2 separate regions of the Sus scrofa genome follow, and region 2 is linked to region 1. A link is a contact called in public Hi-C data. All regions are on one chromosome and are shown on one strand. Each heading gives the region's core, a stretch centred on a gene start, on an enhancer-like site or on the middle of the called end of the contact. The rest is flanking DNA. Distances are from core to core; before and after follow the strand shown.

The links. Hi-C and Micro-C count contacts between places; a contact is called where the count stands out from the background.
Region 2: a contact with region 1 is called in a Hi-C map of retroperitoneal adipose tissue, with 2.3 times the contacts expected there. The contact joins two enhancer-like sites. A contact is called at or near these places in 17 of 47 Hi-C or Micro-C datasets (alveolar macrophages, blood, embryonic fibroblasts and 10 more) and 2 of 2 datasets of contacts at active chromatin or transcription factors (alveolar macrophages and skeletal muscle).

The regions. Positions count from the first base shown.
Region 1 is chr12:11,492,868-11,499,185 of Sscrofa11.1, reverse strand. No RefSeq gene overlaps it. Among named protein-coding and RNA genes, the nearest start is that of FAM20A, 110 kb to the left of the region's middle. Within about 2 kb of position 1,670, at least 25 of the 83 cell types and tissues checked have an H3K27ac peak or open chromatin away from gene starts, as enhancers often do. A contact at or near this core is called in retroperitoneal adipose tissue and subcutaneous adipose tissue, where this site is marked.
Region 2 is chr12:11,641,985-11,648,263 of Sscrofa11.1, reverse strand. FAM20A (pseudokinase FAM20A) reads right to left here. Exons shown (of 11, transcript XM_021066715.1): 2 at 4,388-4,572; 3 at 3,641-3,691; 4 at 2,127-2,205. Among named protein-coding and RNA genes, the nearest start is that of PRKAR1A, 36 kb to the left of the region's middle. Within about 2 kb of position 3,708, at least 13 of the 83 cell types and tissues checked have an H3K27ac peak or open chromatin away from gene starts, as enhancers often do. A contact at or near this core is called in retroperitoneal adipose tissue and subcutaneous adipose tissue, where this site is marked.

The sequences.
Region 1 (6,318 bases), core at 421-2,920:
GTGTATCTCTAAGAAGGAGACGGTGTGTTTATTTCTGCAGTCAGGCTCCAGTGTGAAAAGTAGGTGATTCTGCATACTCTTGGGTTATACCAGTAACTCTACATTGTTGCCTCTGCTTAAAACTACAGAATCCGACATGGATTTGTGTCCTTGTGGGACCGTGTATGCTCTAAGAATAAACCAAACCAATGCCATATCTACAAGGAAAGGATTGTTGGCGGGGGGGGGGGGGGGAATTGGGTTGTAGGGAGGAAGAAGGCAGAGATTTGGAAAGTCAGCACCTCTGATTAAAGGTCAAGTGTCCATGATTCTAATTCTGAATCCTGGGATGACCTCTGCAGGGTCGCTCAACGTTTCTGGCCTGGTTTCCCCATACGCAAAGCAAAGCAGAAACCTGAAATGTAAGGGCATCAGAGACTTGGCGAAGATGACAAGGATTAAGCAAGCCCATGCCGTTAAAATGTTTTGAGCTCTGTGGTCAAATACATGGCCTAATGACAGGGTATGGTCTTGGCCACCAGCAGGATTAACTGAGGGGTTTGCCCAGCAGGCACAGACAGACTCTGTTCCCGCAGAACTGCGGGCAGCTGAAGTCCTGTGCAATCCGTGTGAGTCACGCCCTGTATGTACAAACACGCAAGCTGGCACCAAGGCCCTGCCCTGGGGCTATCATGGCTCACCTCCCCAAAAGACAGCCCTGAAGACTTGAAAAGAAAGGAACCCTAAACCGTGAGAGGTGGCCTTTCTGCTGGAGCAGGCAGAAACAAGACAAAATGGTACCTTCAACCCATATGGTACCCTCTTAGGGCTTTTCCTACACACTGGCAGTTTTAGGGCACTGCTCCAGTGGTTATTTGCCTAGTGTGTGCTAAATCCTACCAAAAAGATGGGATGCCCAAGAAAGGATACATCTAAAAAGTAATTTTCGGTGTCGGTGGTGGTGATGGCAAGCTTGTGTACACTGGGCATTAGGCAGTATCCTTCGTCTATATTTTATGCTTCCTCCTCCCTTGGCTGAGTCACTGGAGTTTCTTGGAATTAAAAAACCTGTGAGGCGTGGCCCGCAGCAGAGAAGCCTGATTCCTTTGAGTAGAGCAAGAGCGCCACCTTAAGTTGCATTCGAGTACTGCAGCCTCTACTTGAAAAGCTGTTCTGAAATGGAGCCCACGGAGAGACCTGATTCTCGTTTGCAACAAGCAGCAGTGCCATGGGAGTCTCAGGACTCGCTAGAAATCTTAAATTCTAACTCGCCATTTTGATTTCCATCATCATTTTGGGGCTCCTGGTTAATGACGTCCTCCCTCGAGACTTGAATTTAACCCCAAGTCCCAAAACAGATCAGATCCTTGAGCCGTTTCTACACAGCGGAGAAAACAGGGTGAAACGATTTGAAGCTTTCTTTCCTGGGGCTTCTTGCCAGGTGGGCTGCGCTGGTGACTTGTCCCTGTTGTGCCTCTTGCCTTCTCTCCACATTGTCCCCCAGCCCAGCCTCTGACTCTGCTTGCTTTACCTGTTTCTGTTCTCTGCCTCATACTATCCTAATATGAACCAGATGATACCGTCAAGAAATCGGTTGTGATGTCTAAGCGAAGACAGTCGGTGGATGGAGGATGCTCTTACCGAGGAATGTCGGCTTCGGGATGTTGGTTTCTAGTCTAGCCGTACATCAGAGGGACTGTGCGAGTCTCCTCTGTAGAGGGCGCCACAGTGATAGTTGCTAAGACCAGCCCGGATTGAATCTCAGCTCTGATGATTTATTTATTCATTCCGTATTAATTGAGCATCTGCTTCTGTTAAATACTGTTCTTGTGTGGGGGATTTATCAAGGAATAGGAAATATAAAAATCCTTGTCCTCATGGAACTTATGCTACAGCAGAAGGAGGCCAAGAGTAAGCATTATAAGCAAGGAAATCGGAGCTCCCCTTGTGGCTCAGCCAGTTAAGAACTCAACGTAATCTTCATGAGAATGTGGGTTTGATCCCTGGTCTCGCTCAGTGGGTTAAGGGTCCAGCATGGCCACAAGATGCGGTGTAGGTGCAGATGCAGCTCAGATCTGGGGTTGCTGTGGCTGTGGCGAAGGCCGGCAGCAGCCGCTCCTGTTGGACCCCCAGCCTCCAGACATCCACATGCCGCAGGCGTGGCCCTAAAAAGAAAATAAATAAATAAATAAAAATTTAAAATGAGCCTAGATAAAGTTACCAAGGGAATGAGTATAAGGAGAAGCAACATAAGGAAGATCCTAAAACAGAGGTTCTTGGCCGGGGGTCTGACTAGTGTCTTAAAGAGGAGCGTCAGGAGTTCACGCGAGAACTCGTGCATGGCAGGTCAGAGTCGATTGCAGTATTTGCGCCTTTAACTGCGAAGGCACTTCCATGGGTGTCTTAATTGTCTGTGACACTTTTTTGTCTGTGTGCAGCCTACTTCCCCAAGACTCAGTTTTCCTATCTACAAAATGGGTATAATTACAGCACCTCATAGGGTTATTGTGATCATTGAATGAGAAACTATAAGTAGGGTACTTAGCCCAGTTCCTGGCGCAAAGCATGTGCTCAAAAACCTTAGCTCAATACAAGCTTATAGTAGCATTTGAGTCAAGATTCTGCCGCCCACCGTGGGAGAAACCAACTTTGCAGATTCTGTCTTATCCAGGCTTATTCTGTTTGAATTTCTATAGGATCTATAAAAACAGATACAATATTTTCTATGGGCGATAAAACAGAAACATAAAATATTGAAAGGAAACCCCACACAATGGAATAGACACATTTTCACCAAACACACTAAGGTCCTAAAAGATGCAAAGAAATTCTGAGCAGCAATTGATGATGAAGATGATGAAATTTTTGATAACAGTTAAATGTAGAGAGTGTCAGATACTGTTTTAAGTATCATGTAGTAATTTATTTCATCCTCACAACAACTCTTTGAGGCAGGTACTAATATGATCCTCATGTTATAGCTGAGGACAGTGAACCCCAGAGAGGTTATGTGATTTGTCCAGTGTCACCCAGCTGGTAGGTGGCAGAGCTGGGGTGAATGGAATCTGACTCCAGGGTTCCAGGGACCACAAGAATGGACCCTTGGTATCTGAAGTCATCCTGAAAAGAAACGGAAGGGAAGAGGGCAAAGAAGAGGATACTTGGCATTTGCTTAAAGCCAGAAAGGTGTAACTGCACGCTTAGCGAATGGCAAGATTCCCATTTGCCTTAGTGGTGGGGCTGGGAGTTTGGGAAGTGACGCCAGGAGTGTTAGGTTTATGCCAGAATGCAGAGGGCTTCATGATTTGAGGTCAAGCGGCTTGGCTTGAATTCTATGGCTTATGAGAAGCACAGACTTGTTGTAGCAAGATTCCTTGGAAAGGGCTTATCTGAATTGCTTGAAGGAGAGTAAGAGCAGAGGTAGAGAGTCTTGTTATAGTGCAGTTTTTATCAACTGCCAATTATAGACCCTAATTTAGAAGCAGGGCTGCAAAAACACAGTGCTTCCCCCCCCCCCCCAGTCACAGTGTGCCTCCTGCATGACTCTTTGTAGTGTCCACTTTGGAAGATGGAGTGAAAAAGCATGGGTTTGGGCCCAAAGAGACCTACTGTTCTTTGGAAATGATGGGCCAGGAGGCCCTGGCCAGTTCTCTAAGTGCCCGCCTCAATTTCCTTACAAGATTGTGATGCGGATTGAATGAATTGGGAGAAACAGTATTGCCCACCAGCAGCATTAACCTCAATATAAAAGAAGAAAAGCATGCCTGCTCCATTAAAAAAAAAAAAAAAGACATTCTTTGCTTGGAAACAATCGTCTATAAAAGTCCGAGATTCATTTGCCCTGCAGAGGGCGCTATTTCTCCTCGCCTAAACTTTTATTTTTATTTTGTAAATATTTCAAACACATCAATAAGGCAAAGAAGCTACATCCAAGGAGGGCAGAAATGAAGAAAACCTTAGGTTCTGTATTGACCATAAATGTCCGCTGGGAAGGAGAAATCATCAATGATACACTTGACTGTTGCTAGAATTTGTTTCCTTAGTTTGCCTGCGCTGGGGTTGGGGGTTGTGCATTAAGGGTCAGAAGTTCCCGCTGTGGCTCAGCAGCTCACAAACCCTTACGGATGGGGGTTCAATCCCTGACCTTGCTCAGTGGGTTAAGGATCCAGCATTGCCGCAAGCTGCGGCATACGTCTTAGATTTGGCTCAGATCTGGCATTGCTGTGGCTGTGGTGTAGGCTGGCAGCTGCAGCTCCGATTCCACCCTTAGCCTGGGAACTTCCATATGCCGCAGGTGCGGCCCTAAAAAGCAAAACAAGGAAAAGACTGGGTCAGGAAATGAAAGCAGGCAGGTAGTGAGAAAAGACTGAAAGCTCTAAGACGGAGCAGGAGGATCTTCATAGTGAGAGTTGGGAATTCAGATTCTCACAGGGCCCAGCAACCACCACGATTTTCATTTAGGGAAAGCGCTGCAGTGCCCTACTCTTGGATGGGACTCCTCTTACCCTCTGTGCGATGCCTGACTCATCCCCGATGCCAGCCAAGTGTTAAGAGTCCAAGTCTGAAGGAGAATAACTGGGCGAGAAGGAACTCTGGTGTCCCAGTATCAGGAACCATCTGGAACTCTTGGAGAGTCAGCACTTTAGGGGGAATGAAACGGAAAATTTATTCGTCCCAGAACACCCCCTGGGCTTTCCGAGCCTGTGTTTTTGGTTTTTGGTTTGTTTTCTTGTTTCTTCCAGGATCCTAAAGAGAAAAGCAACAGGGCACCCCGAGCACTGCAAATGCTTCGGGTCTAACTCCCTGGAGATGCTTCTCTTCCCCTTAGGCATGGCCGGATAAAGAAAAAAGCCAGCAAGGCTGGCAAGGCCATCCTGGGTTTAATGAGCACACCCTTTAGGGTGTTTGGAGTTGCCCACATTCCTGGAGACAGATGGGAACTCAGTCAGATTGGCAGGAACTTTTCCAGAAAAGCCTAAAAGTATCTTAAATACACAACATGGCAGGACTTCCCAAGTCACAGACCAGTGAGTCTTCCTCATGGGGAGTCCAAGATAAAGTTTTTGAATGTCACCTTGGCCTCTTTACTTGCACCTGTCAAATTTCTGACTTGGTCATGTTGCATGCCAGTAGCAGCTCATGACCGGAAATCACCTGACCCCTTGGTCAGCGTGGGCACAAGCCGCCCTGGACCCCTCCTTGATTGCATCTAGATTTTTCTATAGCGGAGTGGAAAAACATTGGGACGATCAGGTCCAGCATTCTTGCATGAAACCGAAAGTGCAATTTCTCTCTGAGTTTTATTGAAATGAGCACTTCCTTCTGGAAGATTAGATTGAGCTTCTTAGGAGAAAGGAGATGGACCCTCTGCTCCCAGTAGCATTTGACAAGTCTCCACCTCCAAGACCGTTTTTGACTCTTAGTGCAATCGTAACGTGCTTAAAAAATCCAGAAAGAGGAGAATAGGTTTCTGGGGCATGGTGCGTAATCATTTTTTTTCTTTGTAAAATTGTTTTTAATTTATTTTTTATTTGTTTTCATTAAAGAATAGTTGATTTGCAAGGCTGCCAATTTCTGCTGTACAGCAAAGTGACCCAGTCATATATATACATTCCCTTTCTTTTTTTTTTGGTCTTTTTGTCTATTCAAGGCTGCACCCATGGCTTATGTAGGTTCCCAGGCTAGGGGTCTAATTGGAGCTGTAGCTGCCGGCCTACGCCAGAGCCACAGCCACGCCAGATCCGAGCCGCAACTGTGACCTACACCAAAGCTCACGGCAAAGCCGGATCCTTAACCCACTGAGCGAGGCCAGGGGTTGAACACCCAACCTCATGGTTCCTAGTCAGATTTGTTTCCCCTGTGCCATGACGGGAACTCCTATATTCCCTTTCTTATATTAACTCCCATCATGATCTATCCCAGACACTGGATATAGTTCCCTGTGTACACGGTAGGGCCTCATTGCTTATCCATTCTAAAATAATAGTTTGCATTTGCCAACCCCAAACTCCTGGTCCATCCCACTCCTTCCCCCTCCTTTTTTTTTTTTTTTTTTTTTTCTTAAAGTACAAAAATAAAAGGAACCAAATCCTTGTAGAAGAATTCTCTGTGAGGAGTTCCCATAGTGGCTCAGTGGTTAACGAACCTGACTAGCATCTATGAGAACTCAGGTTCGATCCCTGGCCTTGCTCAGCAGGTTAAGGATCTGGCATGGCCATGAGCTGTGGGGTAGGCCACAGACACGGCTTGGATCCCGCATGGCCATGGCTGTGGCATAGGCCGGCGGCAAAGGCTCTGTTTGGACCCCCAGCCTGGGAACCTCCATATGCTGTGGGTGCG
Region 2 (6,279 bases), core at 2,459-4,958, 150 kb before region 1:
CCTCATTTCATGTACATCTATGAAAAGTTATATATATGTATCTTTGGGGGGAGGAGGTGTCTTTTTAGGGCCGTACTCCTGGCATATGGAAGTTCCCAGCCTAGGGGTTGAATTGGAGCTGTAGCTCCAGGCCTACGCCACAACCACAGCAACTCGGGACCTGAGCTGCATCTGCAGCCTACACTGCAGCTTACAGCAATGCTGGCGCTTAACAATGAGGGAGGCCAGTGATCAACCGGCATCCTCATGGATACTAGTCAGTTCTTAACCTGCTGAACCACAATGGGAACTCCTGAAAAGGTACATATTTAAATTGACCAACGAACTCAGGTTTTGGATTTTCCATGGAAAAATGGAGGATCTCCTTATATGGCAGTGGGTTTTCTTTTTTCTTTTTTTGGGGCTTGCACCCTTGACAGCACTGGATCCTTAACCCCTTGAGCCACCAGGGAACTCCATGGCAGTGTTTTTTTTTGTTTTTTTTGTTTTTTGTTTTTTTTTGTCTTTATGCCTTTTCTAGGGCTGCTCCCGTGGCATATGGAGGTTCCCAGGCTAGGGGTCCAATTGGAGCTGCAGCCGCCAGCCTACGCCAGAGTCACAGCAACGTGGGATCCGAGCCGCATCTATGACCTACACCACAGCTCACGTCAATGCCGGATCCTCAACCCCCTGAGCAAGGCCAGGGATCGGACCCACAACCTCATGGTTTCTAGTCGGATTCGTTAACCACTGAGCCCCGACGGGAACTCCATCCACAGCAGTGGTTTTAAGGCTGACTGGGCATTGAGATCACAAGGGAGCCCTGAGACCAGTCCTACTGGACTCTGAGGGTGGGACTGGGGCATCAGGATTTTTTGTAAGGCTCTTCGAGTCATTCCAATGTGCAGCTGATGTCTTACAAAGCTCTCCTTAGTACTTTACAAGCCTAAGTGTATAAGCGCTTAGTATTTGATAAGTGCTTTTGCCACAGTGCAGAGACTAAGATGCCTTATCCAGCAGTGCTCACTCCACCACCAGAGCCACCTGCTGGGCTTTCAATAGGCGTCTCTGTTGATGGGAGGTTTGGAACCTAAGTCACCCTGATGGGATTCCACCAGAAGCCAGTGCATTCTGGCAGAAAGCATGACTCGGGTAACAGGAACCCTTCCCGGGTCATTTTCTCTGGGGTGTGTCATCTCCAGGGGACCATTCCTGATTCAGGACACGCACACCTATGGGCCATAGACCGTGTGGGGGCCAGGAATCCATATGCAAACTCATCTCTGTCCAAAGACTGAACACGTATTATTTCACCCATGTGCATACACTACAAAATGTTAAGGGCCTATAGTTGCTGTTGTTATGAATAAAATAGAACTTAGAATTGTGATTGATGACGTTCCTGTCGTGGCTTAGTGTAAAGAGTCCGACCAGTACCCATGAGGACGGGGGTTCCATCCCTGGCCTTGCTCCGTGGGTTAAGGATCTGGCGTTGTTGTGAGCTGTGGTGTAGGTCACAGATGTGGCTCAGATCCTTTGTTGCTGTGGCTGCGGTGTAGACTGGCAAGTGCAGCTCCGATTCTACTCCTTAGCCTGGGAACTTCATATGCGGTAGGTGCAGACCTATAAAGACAAACAAACAAACAAACAAAAAGCGCAACTGACTTCCGAGTAGCCTTTCTTCATTGTCTAGTTTTTCAATCAGAACAAACAGTATTATGAAGATACTAGGATACTTTTTGAGGGTCCCACCTTGGACAAAAGTGAGGCTCAACCATGCGGTAGAGTGTGAATTTAGCGATCCAGCTGCCTGCGTTTGAATCCCGGCTCCACTGCTTGCCGCTGGGAGGCAGCAGCGAGCTGACCTCCCCCAGCCTCAGTTCCTCATCTGTAGACACAGGACCTGACTCATGGTGCATAATCCAGAGACACAATTCATGCCAAATATGTAGGCTTACCAGCAAAGACCTGGCTCTTACCATTTGTAATTATTATCAACCAAGCCGTTACACGCCTGGGCAGATCGCCCGAGAGAGAGTCTGTAAAGGACTGGCTTAAAGACTTAGACCGCTTTATTAATGTTTGGGCACGACTCCCCCGCGCAGGCGCAGCTGGGCGCAGATGGAGGGAGGAAGGCAGTCCCTTACCTCATGGGTTTGAACATGGCCTTCCCGAAGTCCGAGAACCTCAGGACCAGTTTGAGGTGGACCCCACTGGGTTTCACGACTGTAGGGGGAGAAGGGGGAGTTAACGAGGCTTCTGGGCCCAAGCCGGGGGTTCTGACCCTGGGTTCATTCAATAAACCCAGCTCATGTCTTCTCTTGGCTCTTACTTGAGACCCTAAAGTCGAGGCTTTCCTTTCAAAGCCCGCAGTGTACATTCCATCGTGTCGGGCCCTGGAGGATGTGTCCAGGGGCTCAAGATAATACCTTTTGTGCTATTAGGGGAAAGGGGCAAACAATGCAGGTATCTCCAAGGGACACGCCCTGAAAATCCCAAAGGATGTTTTCCTAAGAACAAACCTCTCCTCGCTGTGCTTCAACCGCGCCTTAGAGATTCTGACTACGTGACATCACATTAGACTCGTTCATTGATACCTCTTCCTATTTAAAACTGGACACCTGCTCTTTGGGCGACCCTGACAGGGGGTGTTGCCTCCCGACATGTGTCCCGGGCCCCTCACTGGCCTGGCCCTGTCCTGGCCCTGCCATAAGCCACGTGAAGGCTGGCACAATGCCTCGCTCACCTTTGCCTTCTATAAAACGGCAAAAGGCAGGAGCTAAACCAAAGAAAAGGGAAACCCCAGGCCCTACAAGCTTGCATCTTTCAACAAGTCATGACACACAAAATTTCCGACCTGTGTTCAGTATGCTGAGGCAAATGGCTGAGGCCACTCACAGCTGGCAGTGACTGGCAGGGGCCGAGGGACAGACTCAGTGTCCAAGTCACCCTGGGCGGGGACTGTGCTATAGCTATTTTACTCTGTTAATCTTTTAACCCAGTGGGTCTCAACCTTGGTTTTGGGAGAATCGCCTGGAGGGTTTTTAAAATGCCAATGGCTGAGCCTCACCCTAGGCAATTGAATTCAAACCTCCTGAGGTGGTGGCCAAGGCCGCAGCACTTTTTAAAGCTCCCCATGTGACTCTAACCTGCTCTAACCTGCTGCGGAGCTGAGAACACCTGTGCCACTGCTTCTTAAATCGAAGACGCGCTCCAACGTCTTGAGGATTTTGTTAAAATCCAGCTGCTGATTCAGAAAATCAGGGTGGGGACTGGGATTCTACATTTCTAAGGAGCGCCTCGATGGTGCCAATGATGCTGGGCCGTGGGACCCCACGCGCGACCCCACGCGCAGCAGCAGGGTCCCACACAAGAGCTCCCCTTAAACGACTTTTCTTTTGTGCAGGTAGGTGGTGGGGAGAAACGTTGGGTTCCCACTGACTAGGCAGAGGGAGTCATGCTTTTCAATTCTCCTCCAGGAGACCAGGATCCCCACGGAGTGGCCAACGGGACCTTCACGTCGATGCCGGGTACTGGGGATTGCAGGGCAGGGATGGTGAGGGGGTGGGTGGAGGCGGGGGCCAAGGGGCGGGGCATGGGCGGGCTCCGGGCCGGGCCGGGGGCGGGCCGGGGAGGGGCTGGGCGGGGCCAGAGTACTTACTCTGGGTGCAGTCACAGGCTCCAAGCAAGGCTTTCTCGTCCTGACTGTAATCTGAGAAGGAGGAGAAGAGCAGGGAGAAGGTCGAGCCCGGCTCCTCGGAAAGCCCTTGACTGGGGTTCGGACACCAAGAGAGGCTGTGAGGCAGCCTGGGGCCCTGGACCCTTCAGTAGGGGATCTCCCCGAGCCCCATTCTGGTCTGCAGGCTCCCACGCTGCTCCATCCAGGACCCATGCCCTCTAGCCTTTCAGTGGACACTCCAGCAGCCTCTGGTTGGGAAATCGATGCTAGGTTGGTGTCTACGAATCACTCTGTGTGTCCCTTAGACTCTCGTAGTGCTCAAGAGCACAAACCTAGAGACAGCAGGCCACCATTGGCTCCTCGGCCAGTTGCTTAAACCCTCGGAGTCTCAGTTTTCCCATCTGTAAAATGGCAATGATGATGGCTCGGGTCACTGTATAAGAAAGGGTTGCCTGGTTCTGAAGAAGCACTTGATGAATGGCAGCACCCCCTTTCCCTAAGCTACAGAACACCTCCTTATGCCTCCCTTATGGGGTCGTGATGAGATCGTGGTTAAAATCTCCTTCAAAGGGGAAAAGATCAATGCCTACGTTTTTCTTCTTATTCTGTTGGGTGTCAGATTAACCCTTTACTCTCCCCCCCCCCACCCCCGGGAGTCCAGCCTGAGATGGTTTAGCCAGCCTCTCTGGGAGACAGTCAAACCATCCCGCCTGGTCCTGGGACCCTCACCAGCACTGATGGTGGGAAAGTGCCTCATGTCGTGGAGAAGTTTGCTGACGACGGGACTGGACCGGGAGTAGAGTCCATGGCGGTTGATTCCCAGGTGGAACTGGACCCAGCTGGCCTCCAGTCGGAACTGCACTGGGGGGTCCAGGGAAGTGAGGTTCAGCTGCTCTTTATATATCTTGTGTCGTCTGAAAGAGAAGGAAGAGATTTCTTAAGTCGGGGGAACAGGAACAGAGGGACCTGCCAGAGCGCCTTGTTCAGACTCTCCGTTATTCTTTCAAGGAGAGTATGAAATACCTCACATGTACCAGGCTTGATGCTGTGCCTAGGATACCACAGGGGGCAACGCAGCCACATGCCCTCTTTGCCCTCTGAGAGCTTACAATCTAGTGAGCCAGACAGGCAGTTACACGATGCCACACACACGTGCACAGATACCTAACCACAAACCATGACAAACACTGTGAAGGAAAAGCACACACAGTTAAGAGCAAAATGAGGTGCCTCGTGTTATCTGAGATCTCAGGGAGTGGTCCTGGGCTTCTCTGGGCACCTGCCTGTGAAAACGTCCCTATCTTGTATTTCCCAGTATTTCCTGACCTACGGAGTCAGGAGATCGGAGAGAGAAGGGAACTGGTAAGAATGAAAAGAAGGAGGGTCAGGATCTTTAAATAGAACTGGAAGCTGACTGAGATTAATTAATATGTCACATAAGAAAAGAAGAATTCATTTGCCATGTACTGTTTGTCCGGCTCAGGAATCTTTTCGGCAGGGGTAAAAAGAAAAAAGTAAAAACAAACAAACAAACAAAATTCCACGGCCACATAGAGGCTCAGAGTCTAGTTTGGGGTACAAGTTGTATGTCTTTGGAATAATCAGAGCAAAATATATGGCAATTGTGAATCAATTGCTAGACATATGTTCCAATGAAAATGTCTCAGCAATTTGGAGAAGAGAAAGATGATTATATGGTGAAGTAGTCAGATTATATGAGGAAGACTCCAATGGGAGAAAGTGGATTTCAGCTGGATTCCGAAAGGTGGCGTTTGGATTGAAGTGTGTTCTTGGACAGGGGACAACATGAACACTATGAGAGGCAGGCAAGGGACAGGGACATCAAAGGATTAGAGAGGAAGGTTGAATAACGAGATGGTGGAGTGAAAAGCTGGAAGCCTTCGGATGTGGAAAGCAAGTCAAGTTAGGCTATGGTGATTGTGACGGCAGGTGCGAGGATAGGGGCAGAGTTTGGGTGTTCATTGCATCATAGGTCTCAGACTGTGACACCTACCTGGGAGGTCTGGGATGGGGTGAATAACAGCACAGATGTGGTCAATACTCTTGCCGTGTCCAATCTCCTCACTGGTGAATAGTTTCAAAAATTACTTTCAGGAGTTCCCTTTGTGGCCCAGCAATAATGAACCCAACTAGTATCCATGAGGATGCGGGTTCAATCCCTGGCCTTGCTCAGTGGCTTAAGGATCCCACATTGCCACGAGCTGTGGTCTAGGTCGCAGATGCGACTAGGATCCTGAGTTGCTGTGGCTGTGGTATAGGCTGGCAGCTGCATCTCGGATTTGACCCCTGGCCTGGGAACCTCCATAGGCCACAGGTGTGGCCGTAAAAAGAAAAAAATATATATTAAAATAAATATAGGCATGTTGGGGGGAGAAAATGAAACAGTCATTTTTTTTTCTTTTTAAATCTTTTATTCTTAGGCAAATCTAATCTCAACCTATACTCACTGATTTTTTTCCTTTTTTTTTTAAATTAAAGTACAATGTTGTGCCAATTTCTGCTGTAGAGCAAAGTGACTCAGTCATACATATATTTACATTCCCTTTCTTTTCTTTTTTTCTTTTTTTTTTTTTTTGCCTTTTCTAGGACTGCTCCCGTGG